2 separate regions of the Mus musculus genome follow, and region 1 is linked to region 2. Evidence: chromatin contacts called from public Hi-C data. All regions are on one chromosome and are shown on one strand. Each heading gives the region's core, a stretch centred on a gene start, on an enhancer-like site or on the middle of the called end of the contact. The rest is flanking DNA. Distances are from core to core; before and after follow the strand shown. Region 1 has its middle 250 kb from the start of Pvt1. Region 2 has its middle 10 kb from the start of Gm41333.

The links. A called contact is a pair of places that touch in the nucleus more often than the background predicts.
Region 1: a Hi-C map of tail fibroblasts shows a contact between it and region 2, with 2.7 times the contacts expected there. The contact joins two enhancer-like sites. A contact is called at or near these places in 1 of 484 Hi-C or Micro-C datasets (tail fibroblasts) and 2 of 115 datasets of contacts at active chromatin or transcription factors (the NIH/3T3 cell line and pancreatic cancer cells).

The regions. Positions count from the first base shown.
Region 1 is chr15:62,285,432-62,288,131 of GRCm38.p6, reverse strand. No RefSeq gene overlaps it. Among named protein-coding and RNA genes, the nearest start is that of Pvt1, 250 kb to the right of the region's middle. Within about 2 kb of position 1,336, at least 74 of the 459 cell types and tissues checked have an H3K27ac peak or open chromatin away from gene starts, as enhancers often do. A contact at or near this core is called in the NIH/3T3 cell line, pancreatic cancer cells and tail fibroblasts, where this site is marked.
Region 2 is chr15:62,657,446-62,660,145 of GRCm38.p6, reverse strand. No RefSeq gene overlaps it. Among named protein-coding and RNA genes, the nearest start is that of Gm41333, 10 kb to the left of the region's middle. Within about 2 kb of position 1,330, at least 25 of the 459 cell types and tissues checked have an H3K27ac peak or open chromatin away from gene starts, as enhancers often do. A contact at or near this core is called in the NIH/3T3 cell line, pancreatic cancer cells and tail fibroblasts, where this site is marked.

The DNA of each region.
Region 1 (2,700 bases), core at 87-2,586, 370 kb after region 2:
CTCAGACACTTTAAATGAAGTAAAAAAAAAAGATCTTAATTTTTTAAAAAAATAAACATCAACACTACCAGATACATTGACAGAACTTGATGATCAGAGAAAGGGAGAGAGGGAAAGGGAAAGAAAGGAGTGGAGAAAGGCTTATTTTAAAGCTGATTTCATGTCATTATAGTTGTCTAATATAGAAAACTATACTATGCAAAACCCCATGCTTCCTTCTCTAAATTAGCACATGCAAAGCATACATTTTACCAACATACATCTGTACTAATTTTATTAGTGTACTTTATGTCTCCCATCAGAGCAGAATTCTAAAAATAGGAGGATCTATTTTTATTGTATTTTTGTGTACTTCCAGTTCCCAATATCTAGCAGAGGACTAATATATTCTAAGTACTCAAAAAAGAAATACAGTTTGAAAGAGACATGCTTGAGTAGTACACCCATGAGCACAAGTGCTAGCAGAGAGCTGGTGACTGCATGCAGGTTCCTGAAGGCGAATCCCGCATTCTTTCCCTCTGCTCCCACATTGGAGGAAACACATCCGCCAATGGCTGTGAAACCCAGTCCCTAGCTCAGAGCCCATTCTCATGGCAGTCATAATAAAACAAGCATTTGGATGGATGAGACAGGAAATGACCAATAGCCACAGCTCAGAATGACACAGCTTTAGCTGGCAGGGGGAGGGAGGAAGGTCCTCTGGAGGGTTGAGTTTAAGGAGCCACAGGAATGTGAAGCAGGAACATTTTTAATGATTTTTCAAATGCGGTGATACAGTGTGCCTTCTAGTTATTCTCTGCTAAACTGAACAGTCACCCTACAAATTTCAACCACCATTTAGTCAGCATGATTTCTCCTTGCCTCCAAGACTCCTCTGGGGAAAGTGGTAAGTCAAACTCAACAGATGGGAGAATTAGAATGTCTCATCTCTAGAGGGAAACAGAGCCTTCAAGTGACTCATAAATACTCTAGATCCTCTGCCCAGAAAAAAAAAAAAAAAAAAAAAAAAAAAAAGCCTTTCCACAGGATGTTTTTCATGACCTTTTGATACAGCTGAGTGACTACTGTGAATAGGTCCTCGTAACAAGTGGGCTCAAGCAACGGGATGCATTTTGTAGATCCTAGCATACAGAAACGAAAACATCTCATCTAAGCATTCAAGACACAGTTGCACACAGACTCTGCCTCTGTATTATGTCTAATGTCATTTTCACTGTCTCCTAAGTAGCTTGCTTTACATATAAGCAGACAAAAGTATTTGCAGCCATCGCTGTTGAGTAAGGTATGTGGCTCAGCTGGTTAGTATCCAGCTCGGGGAGGAAATGCATGAGTAAAAAGTAATGAGATTAGGGTCTGTGCACGAGAGGAATGCTGGCTTCAATCTTGACCCTCTCCTTGCATGTGTGGTTGTGAATGCATTACGGAACAGTCCTGAACTTCTGTTTTTTATTAGTCTGGGAAGTGGAAATTAAACTACCTGCCTCGTGAGGCTTTTGTCGAAAACCAAATAAGATAATTTGGCAGAGCATTCACTGCTCTGGGCAGTAGCAGTATGATTGTTATGGTTTTAAAGCAACACTTAACACACATACATACAGGTATTCTGTAAGGCACAAAGGTAGAAAGGAGACTATGGAGATGCCCTGAAGGGGAGGGAAAGGAAGTAGGAGACGCACTAAGAGAGGATAATAAAATATATGTGATGTACAGAGAGACAGGTGAGACCAGTGGGGGGTGGTCAACAAATGGTGATATATGCAAACGTGTTACAAAGAAAATCATTTACCTTTTATGATAAGCTAATTTTTCCAATTTTCACACTTTCAAACCTTGGAGGATAACATATTTCGAGTCAAGGCAGTGATACTGGACTATGGATCTAAACTTTCAGCATGTCAAACATACTATTTCCATATGGAGCTTTGGGCTGAAAAGCCATTCTGCACAAGCCAATCTCACATTATGATGTAGAGATGGGTGTTTCCTTGCAGAGCAGATGTGGTGGTCATACAGCCAATCTCGAAGGTTTGCAACACAATTTACTTGTTTCGTGACTTGGCATTGCCAATTGCCCGTGACTGCCACCAATTGCTCCCACCCCAGGACGGGCTGGGGAGCAAATTCTGTTGGCAGCACTGCTCTCCCATCAAGAAGGAATGTCAAATATGGTGACATTCTGTCCAGCATTGACTTCTATTCTCTTACTTTTGGTCACACTGAAATGGTAGTGCAATCCCCTAGGTAGACTGGCAGGTTCCTTTGCGGAATGGGGCGTCCTGAGCTACACAACATGGTGCTAAAGTCTGAGAGAGCAACCAAAATGACCAGTTGAGAAAAAAAGGAGTCCTCAACTGGCAAAGAACTACCATCACAACCAGATCAGAATGATCAGGACCAAAGAGAGTAGGCTAGCAGATGGGCCACTGACTACATCAAAGCTACAAAAAAGAGAAGGGGAAACTGGACGAATGTTTCTGTTATTGTTCAGGAGAGAGGGTATTCTAACAGTTTGCCATAGTCTCCTGACATCCTGGGCAAGCATGGTCTTCCTTAGCAGCACCAAGTAATAAATGGTTCTTAGAATGGCCGTGGAAATCATTCAATCAAACAGTGATTGTAATATACGTACCTCATGATTCTTATGTTTTAGATGTTTATTAAATCTAAAAGTTAGTCTCTCCCTGTGTGTGAGTGCATCTA
Region 2 (2,700 bases), core at 81-2,580:
TATTCTTATAGGTAGTGTTTTAACTTCATCTTCACACACACACATATATACAAGGATTGACTTGAAAACTCTGTTATCTGTAAATACTTCTAGAACATGGAACTTGTGTGTTAGACCTAAATCAAGAGAAAATTTAATTTTTAGCATGATTGTGTCTGCATCTGTGGTTTAAATCTTGATTAAAGGGGAAGGAATATTATTGTGTGAGAACACAAAGGAAGTAATAATTTGACAAAATTTAATTAGACTTTAAATTTAAGTAGATAGTAATCATTGAACATGCAATGGACATGCAGATAAAGGGAAATGCGCTGTGACCCACCTACAGGTCATATACAAGTGACAGACAGAAAAGCTTATCAAGACCTCAGGAGACATACGTCTGAACTGTGCTTTTCCTACCTAGAGTAATAGTTGTTGAGAAAGCTACCAAATCCTGAATAACTAGCAACTATCATTGAGGGTAGTCAGACAGAACTTCAGCCTGACCTTTCTATTCTCTAGCAGGCTCAGGGGAAAAACTTTCAGAAACACTTGGAAAGCCATGCTTTGTCTTTTCCTAGTCTTGTGAAGGCCAATGAAGAGACAAGCCACTTGATAGGGAATGACAGAGAGTAAGGGAAACCCAATATGTATTTAAAATGTGGCATTAACAGAAAAAAAAGTCTAACCTATCTGAGGAACTGGAATACCCTGAAGTCGGTAATACTCTTCATTTTAAGGAAAGAGTCATTCCCCTATGTTTCTGGGCAGAGAGCGTGTATGAATAAGGTCATAAATGCCATGGCTACTCTGAGGTCATTGTGAGAAAATAATAGTCCTTGATGATAAAAGAACTGCTTAGTCATCAATTCCAGCCCGTTTGCCAACAAAGAAGAAGAAAGAAAGAAACATTTGAAAATCAGCAAGCACTGAATTCCACTAGGACTGGATTCTTACTGAGATTTGGATCTTCAAAGCCTCTCTGCAGCTGTATGTCCCTCCCTTTAATTTCGAGGCAACTTGAAAGAAGTCCTTCTTTCTTAGAATTATACTTTTTATTTACAGAATAGATCTCCCCTTTCACACCACCCTAAGAGAGCTGGCTAGCCAAGCTCCTGAAACATGGACAAGAATTATTCATTTAATGCAATGAAAGATAAATGGTCAGGACTGGTGCTGCCACAGCAACCCATGCCTAAGCCAAACCACAGGTGATACGTTTGGGTCTCAAGATTGCTGAGAATGTTGGATGGAATTCAGTTTAAGGTTATTTTATTACTACATAAGCAGACCACAGACCATAGTTGTGAAGGACACATAAGACAGGAATCCAGATGAAGACACACTTTCTCCCCTTCTCCAGTTAACCATGGAAGTGGTCTCCATGGTTGTGAGATGGCATGCAGGCAAGGATGAGTGTGTTCCAGAAGAAAGGACAATGGAATGTTACTCATATCTTAAGTTTGTGATGAAGGAGAGAAAGCATAAAGTCTTCCTTGGCAAATGAAGCAAGCCTCCTTGGTGTTGCTTCATAGAATCATAAGTTCTAGTGGGAATCCTGTAAGCCTACGTACCCATGATGTTCTTTCCCTAGAATACGTAAGCCCTCTTAGCCTTCATTTTCTGACTTGTTTTGCAAGCAAAGTAATGTCTTGGCTTTGTATCATTCCCTATGGCTCACATGTTTGAAAATTTGGTTGCAGCTATTTGGGAAGGTTATAAAGCCTCAGGCAGGTGAGGCATCACTGGAGGAGGAAGTGGGCCTTGGGGTTTTATAGCCCAGCTTCCCTTCTGACTATCTGTCCATGCAGTGTGAAAACTCACCCTCCCTTTGGCTCTTTCCTCTATGCATTCCAATCTATAAAGGAACATATCATCTGGAAACAGAGCTCTTTATCTCTTACGTTTTTGTAGCTTTTTAAATTTTACCACAGCAATAGAGAAAATAAACTAACATGGCATGATAAATAAATGTCATCACGAGATGCAATCTGACAGATAGTAGTTGCCAAAATGCACTTCTTCCCAGTCTCCCTTCATTTTTGCCATCAATATCTGTTCATTCATATACATAAACAGATCAGGAGTCCTAGGATCATATGGGTATCATTTTGCAAGTTGACAAAAAGAAGACTTTCTGACTACTTCTCAAGGGACTTCCACTTGGGCAGGGAAGAGCCCCCACTTAATTTCAGACAACCTCTCAAAGTTCTCACTTTTGCATAGTGCTGCCCCTGCAGAAAATAGCATTTATGTGACCATGGAATGGAAGCAAAACAGCCGTTATTGTATCACTTCACAAGGTCTGAAATGGAGACAAAGCCAGGAACAGTTATGTTTCTGACGTAGGGGATCTGGAAAGGTTCAGCCCAGCTCTTTATATATTTCATGCAATGCCTCAGCCCTCATGCCATGTATTAGGCTGTCGTTTCATTGACATGGTAACAGATGCTTTGATCATTGTACTTTAAAATAATTTATTAACTTTTTCACTTGGGTATGAAGGACTGATATCATATTCTATATTTTATACATGAGAACACTTGTCTTCAGAGAGGGTAAGGATCATAGATATTAACTAGCAAGCCAGGAAGTCTTACACACTCTTTGTGGACTCAAGCAAACATTTGCAGCAGTAGCTACCCATAGCTTTGGGAGGTTTTGCTTACTTGAACAACTTTTTCTTATGGAACAACAAACTCTTTTCCTGTGTTAATG